2 separate regions of the Ovis aries genome follow, and region 1 is linked to region 2. A link is a contact called in public Hi-C data. All regions are on one chromosome and are shown on one strand. Each heading gives the region's core, a stretch centred on a gene start, on an enhancer-like site or on the middle of the called end of the contact. The rest is flanking DNA. Distances are from core to core; before and after follow the strand shown. Region 1 overlaps TFEC (transcription factor EC). Region 2 overlaps TFEC (transcription factor EC).

What was found. A called contact is a pair of places that touch in the nucleus more often than the background predicts.
Region 1: a contact with region 2 is called in a Hi-C map of blood, with 5 times the contacts expected there. The contact joins two enhancer-like sites. A contact is called at or near these places in 9 of 16 Hi-C or Micro-C datasets (blood, hypothalamus, liver and 5 more).

Annotation. Positions count from the first base shown.
Region 1 is chr4:53,645,741-53,652,575 of ARS-UI_Ramb_v3.0, reverse strand. All of the region lies in intron 2 of TFEC (transcription factor EC), which reads right to left. It overlaps TES (testin LIM domain protein), which reads left to right. Exons shown (of 7, transcript NM_001195318.1): 7 at 1-310. Among named protein-coding and RNA genes, the nearest start is that of TES, 67 kb to the left of the region's middle. Within about 2 kb of position 2,850, at least 8 of the 54 cell types and tissues checked have an H3K27ac peak or open chromatin away from gene starts, as enhancers often do.
Region 2 is chr4:53,313,058-53,319,791 of ARS-UI_Ramb_v3.0, reverse strand. All of the region lies in intron 1 of TFEC (transcription factor EC), which reads right to left. Among named protein-coding and RNA genes, the nearest start is that of CAV1, 60 kb to the left of the region's middle. Within about 2 kb of position 2,336, at least 2 of the 54 cell types and tissues checked have an H3K27ac peak or open chromatin away from gene starts, as enhancers often do.

The DNA.
Region 1 (6,835 bases), core at 1,601-4,100, 330 kb before region 2:
ATATTTCCAATCCAAAGAACATGAATACTTTTTTGTATCCAAGAAGCTATAACTTGTATTCTTTGCACTTGGCTGTGTGGTTTGAATAGACTTTTTGCACGGTTTCCATTCTTTTCTAATGGATACTGTCCTATGATATGATGCCTGTTCATGGATATATAACAAATGTCTTCTTTGCCTGTATACTTCTTTCCTTAAGTATTTCTAATGTTTATTTTTCCTTTTCTACTTCCATACAAAGCTATGCACTATGAAAATTAAATGGAATGAATATGTATTATTATTCAAAATAAAGTCTCTTTCACTTTAATAATTATAACTTTATTTCTTGTATCTTTTTCGTTTGAGAGCCAAAAAGTCCTTCTGCAATTAAGTATTTGTTACAGCAGGGGGCAGTGTTTCCAAGGATAAAAAATAACCTGACAAATAAGGGCACTTCCTGACAAAACAGAACAGAAACTAGACTTTTCATTATGCCGAAGGGCTAAGTTTTATGAAACTTCATAATAAGTGAAAGCATTTAAATAGTTGGTTTTCAAGTCACGCATGAGTTTTTTCTTTCAGAAAAAAGAAAGTGTCATTTTAATTGAAGTCGGGAAAGCTACGGTCTTTTCAGGTAAGTCTAACGAGTATTAACTCTCATACTCAAATTGCAACTCTGGATTTCTATGAATTTTTTCACAGCAGGCTATTGTGAAAAAGGAAGCAAACGTGGAATAGTTGTAGCTTTGTTCTTCCTAATATTAGCAGGTTATGAGGTGGTGTGGGTTTTTTTTCCCCTCAGTCTATAAAGTATTTGTCACAGTAGAAGTAGCACTTTTCTCTGACACACACCCAGGATAATTTGATTATTTTTGAGCTCATATTTGTTTGGCTAATAGTGTTTCTCCTAAATTTTATACCCCACACCCCCACCCATCCCAACTCCACACTCACTAACATACCAGCATTCCACATCTCTTCCCTCTCTGCATTATGCTTTCCTTAGCCATGAAGAAGTGAGTTGAACACATCACCTTATCCAAGAAGTAATATAATCCTACATATAATTTTAAATGCTAATGTCACAGATATCCATCATTGTCTATAAGTATCACTTTATGCTTTCTCTAGTTTACCTTTGTCTCAAATGGCAAAAGATATATTTCCATTGCATTTTTTCTGTGAAGTTTAACAGCTTAATTTTCCCAAACATGGCTAAGTGAGAATAAACTGAAACAGTTTCTCTGCAGTTAACAGAACTACTCTTCACAGGTCTGCCTGCGCAGCCTCTCCTCTCCTGGAGCTGAGATTGAAGCAGGCTGTTTTGGAGATGGAGAAGCTCAAGAAATTTGGTTAAATCCATCTCTCGCTACCTGAGATACTGATTGCATGATTTCCTGGAAGAGGAAACTACTTTGCCTGAGGAATATAGAATCTTTGTTTTGATTCATTACCCTGACTTAGTTTTACTTTGGCCTTGTAATACAATAGAATGAACTGTAATGAAATGTAATGCAAGAGAATGTGCACCATTTTCATTGTTTATCACTTTTTTTTTTTTTTTTTAGCAAAAGGGTTTTCAAATACTTTGCCCTTTAAGCACTTAACAAGAGAGTAAGATGGTTACTAGATTTATAAGATTTTCTTTTCCTCTAGCACTTAGGATATGGTCACCCCACTTTATATAGTCATCACTTTATTTTCTGCACTGACTTCAATTCTAAATAATGGCTTACTTGATACAGGTGCCAGCATTAAATCCTCCCCTTGCAATGGGGAAAAGATAAGAAAGTAATATTTCTATCTGAATGTGTACATTTTTTCCTTCAAAAATAGATATGAAGAATAACCTTTTGGCCTACTTAACTGCCTATGGGGTCAATAAATGGAAATTTCTATCATCCAAATCCCATTTAAGTTATATTTTTCAAATATATAGCTTATCCCCTTTTTGTACTCAGTATAGCAGGCATTTGACTAACATGTCTGTGTATTGATAATTAGCAGTTGAGAGACCCTTAGCCTGAGAGGGACTAGATAGGAGGGACAGGATACTGGAATATGAACCACACAATAAAGGTACCACAGACAGTAAGAAAATAAATGCCTTTCCCCTCTTATTCACCTGTTCAGCAGTGAGTACTTGAGAACAGCAATGTTAGATGCAGAAAGAGAAGGGAGATATTTCTTTCCTGAGACCCAGGAAGTTCGAAAGAAGATTTTGACACATCAGTTGGTGGAGTATATTGAAGTAATACATTTAGCATCCTTATTGGAAGAATCAGACATATTAGAATGACTAATCATGAACTCATCCACAGAATTTGCATATCCTATTCATCTTTTAAGGGCTTCCCAGGTGGCTCAGTGGTAAAGAATCCTCCTACCAATGCGGGAGATGCAAGTTTGATCCCTGGGTTGAGAAGATTCCCTGGAGTAGGAAATGGCAACCCACTCCCATAATCTTGCCTGGAGAATCCCATGGACAGAGGAGCCTGGCGGGCTGCAGTCCAGATTGTTTCCAAGGGTTGGACACGACTGAGCACACATGTATTCATCTCTAAACAGAAGGATTTTGCTCTTAACTTTTGAATACAGTTGTAATTTTAAGAAATCAGTGCATTTTTGTTATCCAGTCCCTTTAAGAAATACAAGTTGCTCAAGAAACTAGTCATCATACTTTACAGTATGGTGTCCTTTTTATTTAATTTTTTTCTTTTTTAAATGAGGGGCTGAAGGTTGTTTTTCCTTTAATCAACTCTAGCTGAAGCTTCTGTGACTCTGAAGTCTTCAAGCACAGATTTCCAAATCTGACTTTGAAGTATTTCAGCCCAGTTTCACCGAAGTCAAGAGATTCATTACTGACTCATTCTTAAGGAATTTTCAACACGCAGTGTTTAAGCTCATCCAACGTCACCATGGTTACCAAAGAGACACCACAGCCCAAGATGAGCATTAAGCCTTTGTCTTAAGATGCCCTGGCACATCTGAACTTGTCTTCTGGCTGTTCACTTAATTCCTCAGAAAACTTATGACTCTATCAGTGCCTCCATAAAATAGCACTTTACCACACATTCTCGTTAGATACGTCCTGCCCCGCCCTGACTTCTCCCAATTTGAGTGCTCAGTGAGAACTCTTAACGTTGAACTAGATATTCATATACATGAAAGGACTCACTGGGGTACATGCGTGTGTTTTGAGCAAACAACCTAAAACACATTCTTGCTTGATTAATGAGAGTTTTTTTCATGTATTTACTAGATGTTTAAATAGCTTTAACTAAGTATTTTGCCTCTTCATGGGCTGACAACATGTCATTGTAGCTTCTATTTAATCTGATAATGTATTTTGAAACCCTCAAGACATCATTAACCTTTCATATTGTTTTGAATGGCATTTTATGCTGACATTTTTAAAGGAGACTATTGATTTTTCTTCAGTGATACTTTTCCCCAGGATATCTTGACCTTCAAACAATAACACAAACAACTTGTACCCAAGTATCTTTACTAGAGCCCGCCATTGAATGCAGAAACATTTGAATTGACATTCTCAAGTAGTGACTAACTTTGAAAGCATCATGGCATAGTTCAAAGGAGGGCTGGAGTTAGGAGTCTAGAGACCTGGCTAAGTCCCACTGATCCTCTCTCTCACAGTTACACTGAATAGAACAGAGGAAAGATTGTTGGATTTGAGGAGTCTAGGAAATAACAGGCCTGAGTGTGGGTTGGACATCTACAAATATATTGAAGTCACCAAGAACAGTAACTTCAAAATTGGTAAAGGAGTACGTCAAGGCTGTATATTGTCACTCTCTTTTTTTTAACTTATATGCAGAGTACATCATGTGAAATGCCAGGCTGGATGAATTACAAGCTGGAATCAAGATCACTGGGAGAGAGAACAAACTCAGACATGGAAATGATATCACCCTAATAGCAGAAAATGAAGAGGAACTAAACAGCCTCTCGATTAGGGCGAAAGAGGAAAGTGAAAAGCTGGCTTAAAACAACATTCAAAAAACATTTGAATGGCATCTGGTCCCATCATTTCATGGCAAATAGATGGGGGAAAAGTAGAAACAGTGGCAGATTTTATTTTCTTGGGCTCTAAAATCACTGTGGATGGTAGCTGCAGCTATGAGATTAAAAGACACTTACTCCTTGGAAGAAAAGCAATGATAAACCTAGAGAGCATAGTAAAAAGCAGAGCCATCACTTTGCTGACAAAGGTCCACATACTTAAAGGTATGGGCTTCCCCTGGTGGCTCAGTGGTAAAAATCTGCCTGCAATGCAAGGGTAGCAGGAGATGCAGGTTCAATCCCTGGGTTGGGAAGATGCTGGAGGAGGAAATGGCAACCCATTCCAGTATTCTTGCCTGGAGAATCCCGTGGACAGAGGAGCCTGGCAGTCCATAGGGTTGCAAAGAGTCAGACACAACTGAAGTGACTTAGCATGGTTTTTCCAGTAGTCATGTACAAATGTGAGAGTTGGACCATAGAGAAGGCTGCAAACCAAAGAACTGATACTTTGGAACTGTGGTGTTGGAGAAGACTCTTGAGAGTCCCTTGGACTGCAAGGAGATCAAACCAGTCCATCCTAAAGGAAATCAACCCAGAATATTCATTGGAAGGACTGATGGTGAAGCTGAAACTCCAGTAGTTTGGCCAGATGTGAAGAGCCGACTCACTGGAAAAGACCCTGTTGCTGGGAAAGATTGAGGGCAGGAGGAGAAGGGGGCAACAGAAGATGGCATCACCAACTCAATGGACATGAGTTTGAGTAAACTGGGAAATAGTGAAGGACAGGAAGCCTGGCATGCTGCCGTCCATGGGATTCAAAGAGTCAGACAAGCCTTAGCAACTAAACACCACCACCATTGAGAATAACAATAGGGAAATCAGCAGAGAGAAGAATGAGCCAGAGGCTAAAGTCATGTTAAAAAATGAAGGAGTGTGCTGGATTTGATAGAACATGGCATCTAAGGATAGAAATAGATGGTAAAGTCTGTAGCCATGTACTAGATACATTTTAAAGAACTGTGACTGAGGAAACAAAAAGGAATTGACATGAAACCAAGAAGGATCATGAGGGGCTCCTGGGCACAGAAGTCTTCTTATGCCCCATTTGTTGTAGGCAAGACTCCAGTCTTCTCTGAATTCCAAAAGGCAGATTCGGACAGTTGCTAATCAGAGGAGAAGCAGCCAAGAAATCACGTGAGGCAACATTAAAGGGACCAGAGAAGCTCTTAAAGATTGGAGACCAACCATCTGAGGCCCTGCAGAGACCCTAATCTTGTCAGCTGCTGCTGCTAAGTCACTTCAGTCATGTCAGACTGTGCGACCCCATAGACAGCAGCCCACCAGGCTCCCCCACTCCTGGCAACCCCATATAAACCCCATTTTTGCTATAAAACTCCATCAGATTCCCCAAGGTTGTGAAACCTAGCTTTCGAAGGCAAGAGCTCACTTGTCCCCCTTTGCATGGCCAAACAATAAAGCTATTCTTTACCCCAAACTCTATCTCTGAGATTCAGTTTTGCATTGGTGTACAGAGAGGCTGAGCTTTTGGCATCAGAAATAACAATGAGGAATGAGGAAGATACCTACTCCACTGGCATTGCAGAACTCCCATATGGGAGAAAAAGTAGCTGGCCTCTGCTTGAAAGACTTTGAGGGATAACCAGGGATCAGTTGGAGCAAGATGAAGCTCTTGAGAGTACAAGGTAGTTTGCAGTTCATAGAAGTTGAATTTTAGAGAGCCCAGAGGTAAAGTTAAGGAGTGTAGGAAGGAAAAGAGCCAAATTAGGAAATTCACAAAGAAGAATGGGTATCAAGTTTCCAAATGAGGCCAGAAAAATCTAGATATCTGGGGTAAACAGGACTGAGGGGCATACCAAGTTTAGATTGCTAGTGAAGGATGAGCTTTTGGCTGTAAATAACTAAAAACACAGCTAAGATCAACTTAAAGACCGGACATAGGCTAGTCCAAATTTGGCTCAAAACAAGCTGTTTTTAATCTCTATGCTCTGTTATCCTCTCTGCGTTGCATTCCATTCTCAGGTTTGTCCTTCCATTCAAGCACCCCTCCTTCACATAATAGCATCCAAGATACAGAGCAGAGAGAGGGCAAAAGGTTATTTTACTTTCTTAATAAGGAGAAAAATCCCCAGAGGCCCCAGCAGACCTACCTACCCTTCCATTTCATTAGCTAGAACTAATTCACATGCTCCTTCACATGAGAAGAAAAAAACAGTAGCTAGAGTTGACTTATCTGATCATAATTCATACTCTGAGTACTGGACACATGACCATCCAGAGCAAAATCAGTGTTCTGATACAGGAAGAAAAGAAATGACCATTGAGTTGTTGAATGGCAAAGACCGCATAAATGAATAGTCATTTAGAACTCAGAGTCTTTTAGCCAGGCAATTGTTTATGAAAGTTGGGGTTTCTGTTGGCCTGTGAGATGAGACAGGGGCATCATTTGGGAGCATCTTTCTTAGGCAGGATGTCACTTACATGACCAGAGGTTATGTGGAGGCAGAGCAAGAGAAACTGTGAAGTCCTTAGGATGACATTACCAGATTTTGCTTGGCTTGCCTCACCACCACCACCATCTCATTCTGTCTATCTAATTTGTGCCTTAAAATGGTAAATAACAAAATGAATTAAGTGAGATCTCTATAAGCCATGAAAATTAAGTGAGAATTTTACTAAGTTTGATGGAATTCATTTGGTCATTTCTAAAAACTACAACAGTAGAAGAAACAGCTCAGGAGCTGTAAGCTAAAAAAAAAATCAAGGTTTACTTAAATATTTAAAAAATATATTGCTACAAAATCAAAGTACA
Region 2 (6,734 bases), core at 1,087-3,586:
TTCATAGTACCTGATTGAGGTTCTTTAGCAAAATAACAAAAAGAATTACCAACCTGATAACAAAATGCAGGCTTATAAATAATTCATTTAAGCAAGTATAACTAATACATTTTTCCCACGGAAGTGGTAAACTCTTACCATCCCAAGTAAAATCTCAAAATCTAGGTCTTGGTTCTGTCTCTTCTCATAAGGCAAAAAGCATGGAGTTGAATGAGCAAAGAGGAGGGCCTTTTTCTTTTTAAGTCAAAATAATTTTTATAAAATAGGAATTATGAAAGAGATCAGGACCTATACTATATATATATATATTATAAGGCTGTAAGGATTCAATGAGTTAATTGATATCAAAATCTCAACACAGTTCTTAAACATTATCTCTTAGCACCAATTATCTTCTTCTTGGCTTCTCAGTTTTGAACTTTAGTACTTTACAAATGGCACTAGTGGTAAAGAACCCGCCTGCCAATACAGAAGAGACATAAGAGATTATGGTTTGATCCCTGGGTCGGGAACATTCCTTGGAGGAGGGCATGGCAACCCACTCCAGTATTCTTACTTGGCGAATTCCCACAGACAGAGGAGCCTGGAGGGCTACAGTCCATGGGATCTCAAAGAGTCAGACACGGCTGAAGCGACTTTCCCACCTTTCAAACACTTAAGCTTTTCCTCCTCTTTTGTGTTCTTTTGTATCAAGTTGCTTTATATATGGCTCTTTCACTGCCTCTCACTCTAGGTTGTGCAGCTGGTACTCGGGCCAGGCTCACGCTTGCCTCCATTAAGGGCTATTGGACAGGTACTGGAGGGTCCAATGCCAAAGAACACACCAACAGACTGAAGATAGTTACATGCAGGATTGCTCAGGACCAAGGAGTTTCCCAGGATATGGGGGTTGCAGTGCTAAGACAGAGACAGTCTGGGCTACCCTTGGTGGTTGGTCACCCTAGCTGGAGCATCTTTTTAAGGAAGTCAATTGGCAGGAAGTCAGGGTCTCAAGGTCAGGCTCCACTTCTGGGCAAGAATTAGGTTTAAGAAAAGAAGGGATGGAAAGAATAAAGCAAACCCCAGCCCTAGAGACATTAGGCCTATGCTTTTTAAGGGAAGCAAGAACCTAGTTAACAAAACTGAAATTCAAGAAGGCAGGGTCATAGAGTCAAGGCTCAACTAGAGCATAGGTGGCATGAGTATTGTGCTATAAATGCTTAAATCTCAATGGTTTCAACAAGGCTGAACTATCTCAGCCCCAAGCAAAACAAAGATGCAGATGCTGGGTGAAGCAATCTACCCTGCACCATCCTCTCTTTTTTTAACACTCTTAAAATTATGATAAAATTCACATAAAATTACCTTCTTCACAAATTTTAAGTGTACAGTTCAATAACATTAAGCGTATTCACATTGCCCTGCTTCCAATTTCTAGAATCTGTCACCCTGAAAACTGAATTATGTACCCATTAAGCAACAATTTCTCATTTGACCCTTCCCCAGCCCCCCACAATCACCATTTTACTTTCTGTTTCTGTGAGCTTGACTACTCTAGATACTTCATTTCAATGGAATCAAACAGTATTTGTCTTTTTGTGACTGGCTTATTTCATTAGTATAATGTTCTCAAGTTTCATCCATGTTATAATATGTGTCAGAATTTACTTCCTTTTTAAGGCTGAATAATATTCTTTGGCACATACCAGGTGTTGTTTATCCACTCGTGTGTCAACGGACATTTGGATCACTTCCATCTTTTGTCTATTGTGAAAAATGCTACTATGAACATGAGTATAAAAATATCTCTTCAAAACCCTGCTTTCAATTTTTTTGGATAAAAACTGGCACATGGAATTCCTTTGATCTCTTCTTAAGCTCTCAACCTGACCTTATCACATCTCCTTATAGAATCTCTGTGGCTTTCTCAGGGTGACAAGAGCTTGCTACCCTTCCCATGGAACAGCTCTGCCCTGTTACTGTTACCAAGGCTATAGTTGCTGCCTCTGCTGTACTTTCAAACTCTTGGGACCAGAACGTTAATTTTTTCTGCATGTTCATCCATTCATTCATTTACTGAAGAAATACTGACTGTAAGGCTGAGACATGAAGACTGACAAGATAACATCCAGTGAAAAGTAGAGGGGAGAAGAGCATTAGAAGTCAAGCAAACATCATGTGTGAAGACTTACACCTGATACATCTTTTCTCACCTTCCCTGATTTTCTACTACTCTTCCACATCAGGGCACACCCTCTTGGGTTCCATACAGTCTGCCTCACCTAGTACCTTCCTAATCATTTGGCCAGGAAAGATTCCTTCTTGACCTTCCTTGGACCCTCACCACCAGCTGCAGCTACCTCATCACCTCCAGCAGCCTCATATCTGCTTATCTCCAACAAAACTCACAGCAGATGCTCTGAAAGCATTGACTCCTAGAAACAATGATTCTTCCTCTCTGCTCTCCAGTGGACTGGGATAGGTTCTTTATCTTGCCCAAGTATTTTGAGATAGACAAGAACAGCCCCTAAGGCAAAGGCCCCCCTGGAAATTCCTATTCCTTTAGGAGAAAACATTCCATTATCATTTCTCTCTCTTTTCAAATTTCCCTTTTATTAAATCATATTGAAACCCTATGCAAGCCAATTTTCAGTATTTAATATGAATAACTCTTCCTACAATTACCTATGAATTGTGTCTTCAACAGATAGGGCATCAGGTGGTATGCTGCTGGTGACATTCAAAAGGAGAGCATCTTGATCTGGAATCACATCCTCTAGTCTGATCCTTTCTAACAAATCAAGAGAACTCAGAAAATTTGCTTATTAACTTTATCATTCCAGTTTTTGTGGACCTTTTAATTTAATAATATCTCTTGTTTTTTTACATCAAAATTGTTTTCAAACAAAATGAAACAAAAAAGCAGGTATATGTTCCATTTATATTGGTCTTCAATGGCCAAAAATGAATCAGGAGGTAGCTTAAAGCTGAGTTTCAGCTTCATTATGTGAAACTTCATCAAAATTTCCAAAATGCATATTTTTAACAAGTACGGTTTAAGAGGATGGTGTTCTGTGAATGTTAGTGCATAGACTGCCATCTACTGGGCATTTATGATAAAAAACTAGCTAAACTGATCTAGGACCAAGGGATTTAATAACTTAAGCAGGATCTGTAAAAGAAAAATATGTCACAAATATTTTTAATTTAATAACAAATGTAAGTATCTAAATGGCTGAATGGAATAAATAAGCAGAATATGCAATCACAGCAATATTCCATATGGAAATACTTGTTACTAAGGAGTTTTCATCTGCCACTCTGATGAAAATAGAATAGCAATGTTCATGCTAATAAAACGACTTTCAAAATGTGATAAGCCAGAGAGCAGAGATAATTCATATCATGCTTCCTGTAGTAAAGTAAAAGTAGATGCATGGAACTTCCCTTTTTTCCAAAATGATTGCAGAATAGGACATTCTGTCTAATCATACATTCTGAAAACATACATTATAAGTGTGTACACAGTTAAGGAAATTTATAGAAGCTTACCATTTTCTAAGAAATTGAAATCAAATCACATTTATAATGCTTAATTTTTCATAAGTTAAGTTCAACCTTCATTTCAGAAGCCAGTTCTGGGTTTTGTAGTGCTTTGTGATCATTATTAAAAACATTATTTTTTATAATGTTGCAAAAAATACATTTAGTTGAGCTTTGACCTGTTGTTACTCTAGATAAGTGCTAGACTGATTGGATGGCAGAAAAATACAAGAGTTTTGCATTTTTAAATGCTCAAAGTACATACACATGGGAGTGACAAGGTGAGTTCTGAATATTTGGCATACAAATGGGAGTAGCAATGTGGGTTTTTTGCACAGTAATTTTATAATAAGGGGGAAATTTGGGATAGGGCAGACTTAGGGATGAAAAACATAAACTCATTATAGATATTACAACCAATTTTTATAAGTCACATATCATTTTTCTACTTACTTTGGAGCAAATCGTCCCATGCATATGCACCTTGTTAGAGAGGTCCTTTCAATAACAATATAGTAAGTTGCTCCCTTGTAGCTCAGTCGGTAAAGAATTTGCCTGCAGTGCAGGAGATCCAGGTTCAATTCCTGGGTTGGGAAGATCCCCTGGAGAAGGAAATGGCAACCCACTCCAGTATCCTTGCCTGGAAGATCTCATGGACAGAGGAACCTGGTGGATTGCAGTCCATGGGGTCGCAAAGAGTTGGGCACGACTGAGCGCCTAACACACACAAGTTGCTCCCAGTCATCCTAAGTCTTAGAAAAATGTGTGTATGAGTGTATATATGTATGTGTGTGTTTGTGAATATGTATGTGTAATACATGGGGCTTCCCAGGTGGCTTGGTGATAAAGAATCTGCCAGCCAATGCAGGAGACGCTAGAGATGTGGGTTCAATCCCTGAGCTGGGAAGATCCCCTGGAGGAGGAAATGGCAACCTTCTCCAGTATTCTTGCCTGGGAAATCCCATGAACAGAGGAGCCTGCCTATCTGATGGAAAAGAGTCAGACACGACTGAGCAATTGAATATGCACGTGTATATGTATGTCTGTATGTTTGGGTGTTTGTGTGTTGTTGGAGGAGTTGTTTATCTGGCAATAGTGGTTAAATTAAAATATGTTCTATGATGCCATAGAAATCAAGATATTATACACTAGTGAAAGAGTTAGATGAGTAGATTAAATTTTAACTGCAAGAGCACAAGAGAAAGTATACCTAACAATAAATAATTTGGAATGAATAAAATGGGATGAAGTTTCTATTCAAAATCCTTTAGTATTTTCAGAGTAGAATTCAAGAAAGCTAAAATTTAAGTTAATCAACATTTTTAAAAACTGTCCATTTTTCTTTGCAGACACTATAATAAAAAGAAAAGCATACATTTCAATATCTCATGGGACTCCTGAGCTTTTTCTTTAAACTGAATTTTCAAACACAAAAAAATTAGCTTAGAAAAAGAATTATAGGGGTTGGGCATTGAAATTCATGCTTACTAATTGTTACAAAGTGTTCTCTGTTTTTGCATGTTTTCTTCCTTGTTGTGAACCAGAAGGAAAAAAAAAAAATCTTCGCTTTACCTTAATTCTATTAAATCAAACTTACATAGCTGAAACCATGAGAGAGAATTCAATTATGGAATCAGTCCTAAAGCACTTGTATAGTGAAATCTGCCCCTGCCCCCCGCAAAAAAATGGGAGTGGTGAATATGAAATAACAAGAGTCACATATAGTCAATCAGCATACAAAACACCAATTTAAGTATATTGGTGAACGTCACTTTAAATTTATCAAGAAGTTCCCATATTTCCTACACTCTGTAAATTTATATGGTCTAAGATGGCAACCACTAGTCATATGTGACTATTTAAATTTAAATTAAAACTTGTTATTTTTTGTTGTTTCATCACTAAGTCATGTCCAACTCTTTTGCAAACCCATGGGTTGTAGCCCACCAGGCTCCTCTGCTTGGATTTTCCAGGCAAAAATACTAGAGTGGGTTACCATGCCCTTCTCCAGAGGATCTTGCCAACCCAAAGATTGAACCCAGGCCTCCTACATTGCAGGCAGATTCTTTACCCTTTGAACTACAGGGAAGATCTAAAAATACTGGAGCAGATTCCTATTTCCTTTTCCAGGAGGTTTTCCCAACCCAGGGATCAAACCTGTGTCTCCTGCAGTGGCAGGCAGATTCTTTACCAGTGAGCCACTTAAAATTAAAATTTAGTTTCTCAGTCTCACTAGCTACATTATAGTTTCAAGTATTGGGTTGGCAAAAAAGTTCATAAGATAGTAGAGAAAGACTCAAACTTTTAGGCCATCTCAATATTAAGCAAAGCAGATATATATTAGACAGCGTTACTACAAATCATTAAAATTCTATCTTAGTTTTTGTTAAAACTTATAACATCAGGTTTTTTTTTAAGCAAAAGAATAACAATACTCCTCCAACTAACAACTGTTTTATTTACTAGTTTATTGGGTAGACATATTCCAAGCTTCAAAATGGAGTTGGCTGGCATACATATCCAATGCTTAAGATATCTTACAGGGTACTAGAGTTTGAAAGAGCCTAGAGATACATATGGCACCCCACTCCAGTACTCTTGCCTAGAAAATCCCATGGACGGAGGAGCCTGGTGGGCTGCAGTCCATGGGGTCGCTAAGAGTCGGACATGACTGAGCGACTTCACTTTCACTTTTCCCTTTCATGCATTGGAGAACGAAATGGCAACCCACTCCAGTGTTCTTGCCTGGAGAATCCCAGGGACAGGGGAGCCTGGTGGGCTGCCATCTATGGGGCTGCACAGAGTCGGACACGACTGAAGCGACTTAGCAGCAGCAGCAGCAGAGATACATAAGATCCAGCCCTCTCATTTTACCAATGAGGTTATTCAGACAGACTTGAAGAGGAAAACAGTTTGCATAAGAACACAGGAGCTACAGTGTTATGTGGCAGCCTGGAGAGGAGGGGAGTTTGGCAGAGCGTGGACACATGTTTATGTATGGCTGAGTCCCCTTTGCTGCTCAGCTGAAACTATCACAACATTGTATACATGCGTGCTAAGTCGGTTGTGTTGAGTCTTTGGGACCCCATGGACTGTACCCCACCAGGCTTCTATGCGCATGAGATTCTCCAGGCAAGAATACTCGAGTGGGTTTTCATGCCTTCCTCCAGGAGATCTTCCTGACTCAGGGATTGAAACTGCATCTCTTATGT